2 separate regions of the Bombyx mori genome follow, and region 2 is linked to region 1. The links are chromatin contacts, called in public Hi-C maps. All regions are on one chromosome and are shown on one strand. Each heading gives the region's core, a stretch centred on a gene start, on an enhancer-like site or on the middle of the called end of the contact. The rest is flanking DNA. Distances are from core to core; before and after follow the strand shown.

Region 1 (4,675 bases), core at 780-3,279:
CGTCTGAGACTGGCTTATTCCCATCTTTCTTGTTGATATTGTCATGGCTGCCTTGTGAAGCCTAAAAAGGAAACATCTATTTGTTAAAAATGAAAATGTCTAGAAAATCAAATTCTTAGTGAAAATTGTCAGATGCGTTGGTTCCCTTCATAACTTTAGTCTATTTATCGACCTACATAAAGCAAATTACTGCTTATCGAAATGAATTATTTTAAAATCTTGTTTAAAGACAGACATGTCAACCTTATGATGATTGGTCGAAATTAGCCCCCAAAAATTTACTTTTTCTAGTTGATAATTATCTAATTTTATTGCTTCGTTATATGAATATAACTGTTTCGAATCCAATACAATCTTACAATAATTTAACGATGATTAATCTATATATATAAAAATGAACTGCTGTTCGTTAGTCTCGCTAAAATTCGAGAACGGCTGGACCGATTTGGCTAATTTTGGTCTTGAATTATTTGTGGAAGTCCAGAGAAGGTTTAAAAGGTAGATTTTGTTTTTCCCTTTGATGTGTCCCCCGTAGGACGGATTCCTTTTGTTTGTTTTAAGTTTATTTTATACAAAAGTTTAGGTCTTTTATTTCTCGATTGAGGCACTACGAAGTCTGCCGGGTCAGCTAGTTCTAATAAAGATATAGAAAATATTGATTGCTGCTAACCTGATCCGATAGCCCTTGGCCTTGAAGAGGTGCAGCCAGCGGATCCAATCCTATAGGAATAGAGAGCTGTAATGGGCCAGGTTCGTTTTCGTCATAGTTGTCATAGTAAGTAACATCTCCGCTTAAAGTTGGCTTGAACTGTGCGTTCAATTCCTCTAGCAGGATGCGTTCGTGTTCATCTTTATTAACAGTCACCGTCTGGAATAATAACAAGAAGAATAATTAGTTAACTAAACACGCTCATGGCTTTATGGTGTCGGCCTAGATTATCTCAGCTCTATCTCATCTCTACCCGTGGATGTCGTAAAAGGCGGGTAAGGGATTCATTATAGAATGAGCGGTAGCGTTTTTTTTATTGCTTAGACACGTCCGCTTAGACACGGACACGTTCACGGTCTACTCGGTGTTAAGTGGTTACGAAACCCCAGAGACATTGCTATGTGAATGTCGCAATGTCTCTGGGGAAACTCCTAATTGTATTGTATAATTGCTGTCTCAATGCTTTTTTTTTTTAATTGCTTAGATTGGTGGACGAGCTCACAGCCCACCCGGGGTTAAGTGGTTACTGGAGCCCATAGACATCCACAACGTAAATGCGCCACCCACCTTGAGATACAAGTTCTAAGGTCTCAAGTATAGTTACAACGTCTGCCCCACCCTCCAAACCGAAACGCATTACTGCTTCACGGCAGAAATAGGCAGGGTGGTGGTACCTACCCGCGCGGACTCACAAGAGGTTCTACCACCAGTAATTACTGTAAAATAAAATTATGATTTGCGTAATTACGCAAATCATAATTTTGCGGGTTTCATTTTTATTACACGATGTTATTCCTTCACCGTGGAACTCAATCGTGAACATTTGTTGAGTACGTATTTCATTAGAAAAATTGGTACCCGCCTGCGGGATTCGAACACCGGTGCATCGCTTCAACACGAATGCACTGGACGTCTTATCCGTTAGGCCACGACGACTACAAACCGGAACAAGGCATGGCATTACACCAGGTAAGCAATGAGCTCGTTCACTCATTCGCGCAATAAAAAAATAGTTATGAAAAGAAACGACGAAGAAAATGACGATTTTCTATTTCACTATTAAATAATTTCGCGATTGTTAATTTATGAATTTACCTGAACGCAACCGTTTCCATCCAGTCTTTGTCCTTTCGGACAAACGAGAGGAGTTATGAACAGAGATTTTGTAGTTATTCTCCTCCGCGGCGCATTTGGGTTACCGCTTTCAGGACTCTGAAGCCAAGATTTCCATGCGAGTTCAGCGGCGAGGCGGTCGAGGGTACGCGGTGGCGGCCTAGTCGTCGTGACCACAGCCGGGACCACGGCCTCAGTAGTAGTCACCTCGACTTCTGCCGCTTCCACTAGTGCGCACGACACCAGTAATAACGTCGTCCACGTGTACCACATCGCAAACACCTGAGGACAATAAAATTAGGTGAATTGACAGTCGAAGGCTCTATACATCATACAAGATATTTATTCACTCGGGTACAAATTATATGTTTCTGGCCGAAAACTTTCCGCAACATCGGGATACAGAAATCCTTGACCTGACCACTCACTAGGCTTTAAAAAGCATTTTGGTTTCGTCGTAAAAAAAAGAGTTCAAAACGGATCAAAGTATGGTCCAAATACTTTGAATGCCTAACTTGAACTTGAAGTCCTTTATTCTTTGAAAAAGCGAAAGCAACTTAATGATGGTCTACACTATATTTGCTAGACCGTCCTTGCTTTTTCACGTGCCTAAATAAATTTCATGTTTCAATTGAATAGTCGATAATTGTTGTTATTAAAAACGTATTGCTCTATATAGACACGAATGCACTAGCCACATGGTATAATGTTGATACCAGTGCTATGTCAATGCCGGCCACCCATTATGAAGTGTAAGTCGTAATTGAATTATATAACGGCTGTACCATCTTTTGAACCGTAACGCATGTCAGCTTCGCGGTAGGAATAGATTGGACAGTGTATAATTACTGCGCGCGGCCTCACAACATATCACCCATAACTTTATAATTTTATTTTTTATTTATAACACGGAGTTATTTATTCTTACATGGTAGAACGTAGTCGGAAACACGTGTTAGATGCGTATATCCTGAAAATAATGCGTGCATACCGGCTCGCAGTAGGTACATCTATCAGTATAGTATAGAAATTAGGAAAATTTGCTGGGAAATTTAGGTCAGGAAAGCACGTATAGAATCACAATGTTCGGATAGGCTAGTGAGGCATAGTGACCTATCTTCTGATTAATAGTCGGAGATACTATTATTTTGTAAGATCGTCTTTTGATGCCTCCATATGTATGGCAAAGCACAGCTTATCTGAGTTTACGAAATATTTTATCAAGGCCCAATAAATAATTCCTTTCACTATTCGTATATTATAATACTGTAACGAGCACTTGTTCATATCGAAATGTAATAATTCCGACGTAAATACTATGATCGCGAACAATTTTATATTTTATTTTATTTATACGGATATACTAAAGCTAGGTGTGAAGATGTCATATTTACTGATGATAGCTTTTGTTCGATTTCACCCGATTTAATCATTTAGTGCGTAAAACAAGAGCAATGGCTGTTGACCCCGTCGCGATCTATCGGCGGCATCTGGCAATGATCTCGCATAAAGACGCCGTAAGCGCAGTAACGCACGCGGAAGCTACTCGCGGGAATTGACCGTATTTCAATAGCTGCTTCATTGAATCTTATTTTTCAGACAAAACTTGCTACAAGAACGCCATTAGCAAACGTGAGCAATTAATGTTTGTCCGGTGCAAAGAAAGTCTCTCGTCGGCTTATGATGTTTTAACATTCTCGAGACGTCTGACTCAATGAGATCGTTCTGTTTACGTAAAACAGACGCTGGGTATTCCGATGTATTATTATCTGCGCGAACCAAATCCTCGAATGTTGAACCCTACCTTGACATGTATGCGAGAACGAGACAAAACTGTCGCGGAAAAGGTGTGTCGGCACAGGGCTGTACGCAAATAGCTTTGTAGCCAATTTGACTCGAGTGGTCCTCGGAATGGAGCGCCCAACGCAAGAAAAGGTAGACTTTATAAATATAGTAATAAAAGTAACTACGCTCAGTGAAATGAAAGCTTGCAGAGAAAATTCAATTAGTGTTGCAATCGGGATAGAATTAGAACTCTGGCTTCAAGTGCCGCACTTGAAGCGGTTTTGTCATGCTTTTGGTAAAGACGGTTTATGAAAAACAGTACCCTAGCTGAGAATATTTAAAAAAAAAATCCAAGTCGTTGTAGGGACAGAGAAAAGACCGTATGTTTTCGTTGTTACGGTTGAAGAGCGACCCCTTTGGCATCCAGAAATATGTGTCTCTAGAATTTGAATAAAAAATCATAACCACGTCAAATTTTTTGTGAGAAAAATCTCCTGATTCGCTTTTGAGCCAAAAAGTACAATATATAAATTTAGAAACAAATGTCCGGCTAAATTGATATGTCGACCTTGCCATTGAAAAGTTAATTCGTTTGGAGGCGTCTACGATTTACGAAAATGCGTGACTGGTTACATCTGAATTCACATGTTTCGATGACCATTAGTGCCCATTGTGTGGTAATAGCAATGAGCTTCGTGAAAGTGGTGGGTGCTAACTGGACGTGCACGATTCTGACCGTATTTGCAATAATACACGACTATTACGGTATTTTATTTTGTATCGAAAAATAAAACAAAACATTCAATGTTTAGTTATCCCTAAATTATTTATAGTTTTTCCGTTAAAAGTAATAATAAAATGCAAAATTAATCTTAAGACGAAACTCCAGATAATGAAGGCAGATAGATGGTAGTGCCAGTGATTTCTAACACGATTACCCTAAAATATTATCATGTTTTATTTCTCTCAGTGTTATGTGCGTTGCAAGCAATGTAACAAAACAACGATTTTTTAAAGCTCGAGATTTACGGTTTGTACTTTCTGCTAACTGTTTTCGTGTTATATCAC
Region 2 (4,575 bases), core at 1,908-4,407, 50 kb after region 1:
CTTAAGAAATATTATGATCTATACTTTTAAGACACACTACAGCAAGATATATAAAGTGGGTTCCGTAACAAAGAGTTATAATTTAATAGTTTATCTATATATTAATACGTGAAGCAAAAACTTTGTATCCCTTTTTACGAAAATTGCGCGGACGGAGGAGTATGAAATTTTCCACACTTATAGAGAATATACAGAAGAAGTGCACAATGCTAATTTTTTTTTTAAATAATGCATAAATGATACATTAAATCAATAAAGAAAACATTACACACACTACATACTATGTATTTGACGCACACACGGATGCATACTATTTATTGTCAAACTTCACTGAAGTATTTTGTTCTTGACGTCTGTTGTCAAATTGAGAATAGACTAAATATTGTTTGTCTTTGTTAATATTTTGTATAGTGTAGTCATGGAAGACGAAATTTGTGATTATAGAAGTATAAAATACAATCATAATAGTGTACAAACTTAAAATTCCAATTAATTATAGTCGAATTTCGACTACTGCGAGACCTCTAGTAATAATAAAGGTATCGAATAGATCGATTAGTATTGTAGAAAATGTAGCCACTTCTTTTATTGAAATAAAACTAAATCTTAAAATTGAAATCATTTCTTGTACATTATGTTATTAAAATTAATAGATGGAATATTACTGTCCAATTAATTGCACGTAAGTAAGTTCTAAGGGCCAGGGTTTAATGAGTTAGACTACAAGATATGTGAAGATAACGTAGGCGAATAAATATTTACCTTAATTGTGATTCAACACGGTCTTGTTTACAACACAAATATTATGTATTAAGTCCGTTATTTGAATTAGTTTAAATGTATTTATCGTTTATGAATTTGAATCCGAGAGTTTTCGATATCAAAGCGACTAGTTGTATTTAAGTCGCAATATTGATGTTAACAATTTTTTTTCGCACATTAAGCGAGAAATATAATGTAAATACTTTGTTTTGCTAAAAAAAACCCAAATACGATAAAATTGATATAGATTTTTGTGCGTGTTTTCGTGGCAATCTGTTCGCAAATGTGATTAGAGCGACATGTGATCATTATACTTGATTTGTACAACGTGTTTTATTTAATGTATTGTTTGATGAGTTATTATTGATAATGATTAATTGAAAATAGGTTACTTACTAACATGAGAATTTAATAGTTTTGGTCATCCAGGATTTTTTAACGAACGATTTTGAATTTGAATTTGAATAATGAAGGTTATTTGGTTGTAACATCACAGGGGAAGGAGTGTAGTGAGGAAATTGAATAAACCTATAACCGTTTCCTAACTTTTCTCTAATCTCTATATATAAAAATGAATTGCTGTTCGTTAGTCTCGCTAAAACTCGAGAACGGCCGGACCGATTTGGCTAATTTTGGTCTTGAATTATTCGTGGAAGTCCAGAAAAGGTTTAAAAGGTGAGAAAATATAAAAAAAGCTCGGAATTATATAAAAACAAACAATTTTGTTTTTCCTTTGATGTGTCCCCTTGATGTGTCTTTTATTTATAGATTGAGGCACTACGAAGTCTGCCGGGTCAGCTAGTTTTTAATAGAAAATAATCGGCTACCCTTTGTTGATCCGTCAGGATCTAGGAATTGTTTAGAGATCTGTAGACTTTATGTTGGTCAATACATACGTGTCTGTTCACATTGAACATACATATGTCGCGGCCTCTGTTAAAATCTACAATTGCGATCGACTCGAGTCTAACCGACTCATAGCAGACTAATTATGTTTTGACCATGCGAATGTTCACATCGGAGAATGTTACATTACATTAAAATATCACAGGACAATCGATAGATTATGAACATCAAGTATTTCTTGGTTTTAAAGTTGCTGAATTGTTTGATATGACTTTTAATGTTAAGTCCATGCAAATTTTATTTTACCTTACATATTTGTAATTTCATATTTGTGATTAAGTTTTCATAGATTATAGGATAGGATATGTTATTCTAATTTTGAAAATTCATTTATTTAGTCAAAGTACTGCTTACAGTAAAAGTATGTATTAACAGTTCATGCGTTGGTATCACATACGAAGATACTTACTGACACAAATTTATATTTTAAAGTTACTTAGGATAATTTTAAGTATATGGCGTGAAGCTTGTGTAGGTTTTAATCGTGTGTACTCTACTTTACGACGCCTATAAAAGACTTCAACGCAAGCCGTGAAAAGACACCTTATACTATGGCATTAAATCCAAACAAAATAGTTTACTGTTAATTGATTCTGTTATGGGAACTTAAGTAATTTATACTTTAAAGTAAAAAAAATATGTTTATTTCTTATTAGAGCATGAAAGTTCCGTAGTCAATTGTTGGACATTAAAGATTTTCTGATCAAATTTTATTAGAATCATTGGTAGAATAAATAGGTCACGTAATTAAATAAATTTATAAGTTTTTTTGGTTCATTAAAACATTAATTGTATTTTGTTAATAGTATGTATTTACTATGTACTTTATAATTAATGTTAATTAGTGAAATTAATGAATCACAAATGCTTGAATCGGATTTTTGTACAATGGTTAATATTTAGTGAAAACGACTCTAGAAAATTAATTAGTGTCGACTAATTTACAAATGAAGGTAAATAACAATGGGCGATAACCGAGCCTCTGTGACCTAATACGATGTGACATAGAAACTGTACCGATTGCACCGAACAACGCGACCTTCGCCATACAAAATGCGATTCGCGATCTCCTCTCATCGCATAAATCAGCTGGACGAAAATCCCATACATATAAAAATAAAATTAAAATTCAACTCGTACTCACCGTAAACAGACGGCCGTATTGAAAATAAACCAATCACCTCCAATGTGCGGGTCACAAAAACAAAAAAAAAACTAAACAAACACAATAAAACCAAAACTGTACAGTGCGAAACCGAACGTTTATCGGTTAACGTACACGGGTTGCGAATTAAAAAACACCACGTTTAATTCACGTTTTATTATTATGAATAATGTGACGAACGTGTAAAGTTTAGCATCGGGGAGAGAGCGCGGGTCACGTTCGAAACGTCTGACGGTTTCGAGGCGAATGCTCGGAGTCTCGGGTTAAGAACGAGCTGCGCTCCGACGCGGCGACGCGCTGTTTCCGTACGCCGCGCGACGGACGCATCGCAAAAGAAAATTGACTGCATTCGTACTTAATATACATATAATCGAAGATCTCTCGCATCCGGTGCCCACAAATCCTGGTCCACCATCAGCATAGCTACAGGCGGCTGTCGCATTAACATTTTGCGTGTTTGCCTCTTCATGTATTTGACATAAATAGAATGAATAAATGTAACTTACAAACATAACAAATCGCTGATACTTAGTCTGGCCACAAATACTGTTACAATTAAAAATAAACAAAATATTACATACATTTGAATTTGGAATCTGTCATTTTTATATGATTGCTCATTGAGTTTTCTCATTTTGGCGCCAATACATTGTACAATATTTTGCGATATTAAAATGGAGTGGGGTGATAAAGGGAACCGAATCGCTGTGATTGCATTACACAAAGAAGGTATGGAGCCAAATGCAATTTTTAAAACGTTCCATACGCTTGGTATTAGTAAAATGTTTGTGTACCGGGCTATTAATAGGTACAATGAGACCTCCTCTGTTTGTGACAGAAAAAGATCTGGCCGTCCACGTAGTATTCGTACGAAAAAGGTGGTCAAAGCAGTGCGGGAAAGAATTCGAAGAAATCCTGTCCGAAAGCAAAAGATTTTATCTCGGGAGATGAAGATAGCACCTAGAACCATGTCGCGTATTTTAAAAGATGACTTAGGACTTGCAGCCTATAAGAGACGTACTGGTAATATCTTAACTGATAATTTAAAAGAGAATAGGGTGGTAAAATCGAAACAACTACTGAAGCGGTACGCAAAGGGAGGTCATAGAAAATTTTTTTTACGGATGAGATTTTTTTTACAATTGAGCAACATGACCAAAATAGCAATTGAACAAAATGACCGTATTTATGCTCAAAGCTCTAAGGAAGCTTCCCAATTAGTCGACAGAGTGCAACGTGGGCACTATCCGACTTCAATGATGGTTTGGTGGGGTATTAGCTATGAAGGAGTGACTGAGCCATACTTTTGTGAAAAAGGTATCAAAACATTGGCACAAGTGTATCAAGATACCATTCTTGAGAAGGTAGTGAAGTCCCTTAACAACACCATGTTCAATAATCAAGAATGGTCCTTCCAGTAAGACTCGGTGCCAGGTCATAAAGCTCGGCCTACGCAGTCTTGGTTGGAAACGAACGTTTCGGACTTCATTAAAGCTGAAGACTGGCCGTCATCTAGTCCCGATCTTAATCCGCTGGATTATGATTTATGGTCAGTTTTAGAGAGTACGGCTTGTTCTAAACGCCATGATAATTTGGAGTCCCTAAAACAATCCGTACGATTGGCAGTGAAAATTTTTCCCATGGAAAGAGTGCGTGCTTCTATTGATAACTGGCCTCAACGTTTAAAGGACTGTATTGCAGCCAATGGAGACCACTTCGAATAAGCTTTTTATACTTTAAAT

What was found. Hi-C and Micro-C count contacts between places; a contact is called where the count stands out from the background.
Region 2: a Hi-C map of whole pupa shows a contact between it and region 1, with 2.5 times the contacts expected there. The contact joins the promoter of LOC101743281 here to the enhancer-like site in region 1. A contact is called at or near these places in 2 of 7 Hi-C or Micro-C datasets (both in whole pupa).

The regions. Positions count from the first base shown.
Region 1 is chr17:10,777,887-10,782,561 of ASM3026992v2, forward strand. LOC101743281 reads right to left here. Exons shown (of 5, transcript XM_062673395.1): 3 at 1,805-2,104; 4 at 671-868; 5 at 1-61. The coding sequence starts at 2,095. Among protein-coding and RNA genes, the nearest start is that of LOC101743050, 8.0 kb to the left of the region's middle. Within about 2 kb of position 2,030, at least 3 of the 8 cell types and tissues checked have open chromatin away from gene starts, as enhancers often do.
Region 2 is chr17:10,826,654-10,831,228 of ASM3026992v2, forward strand. It overlaps LOC101743281, which reads right to left and starts at 3,158. Exons shown (of 5, transcript XM_062673395.1): 1 at 2,813-3,158.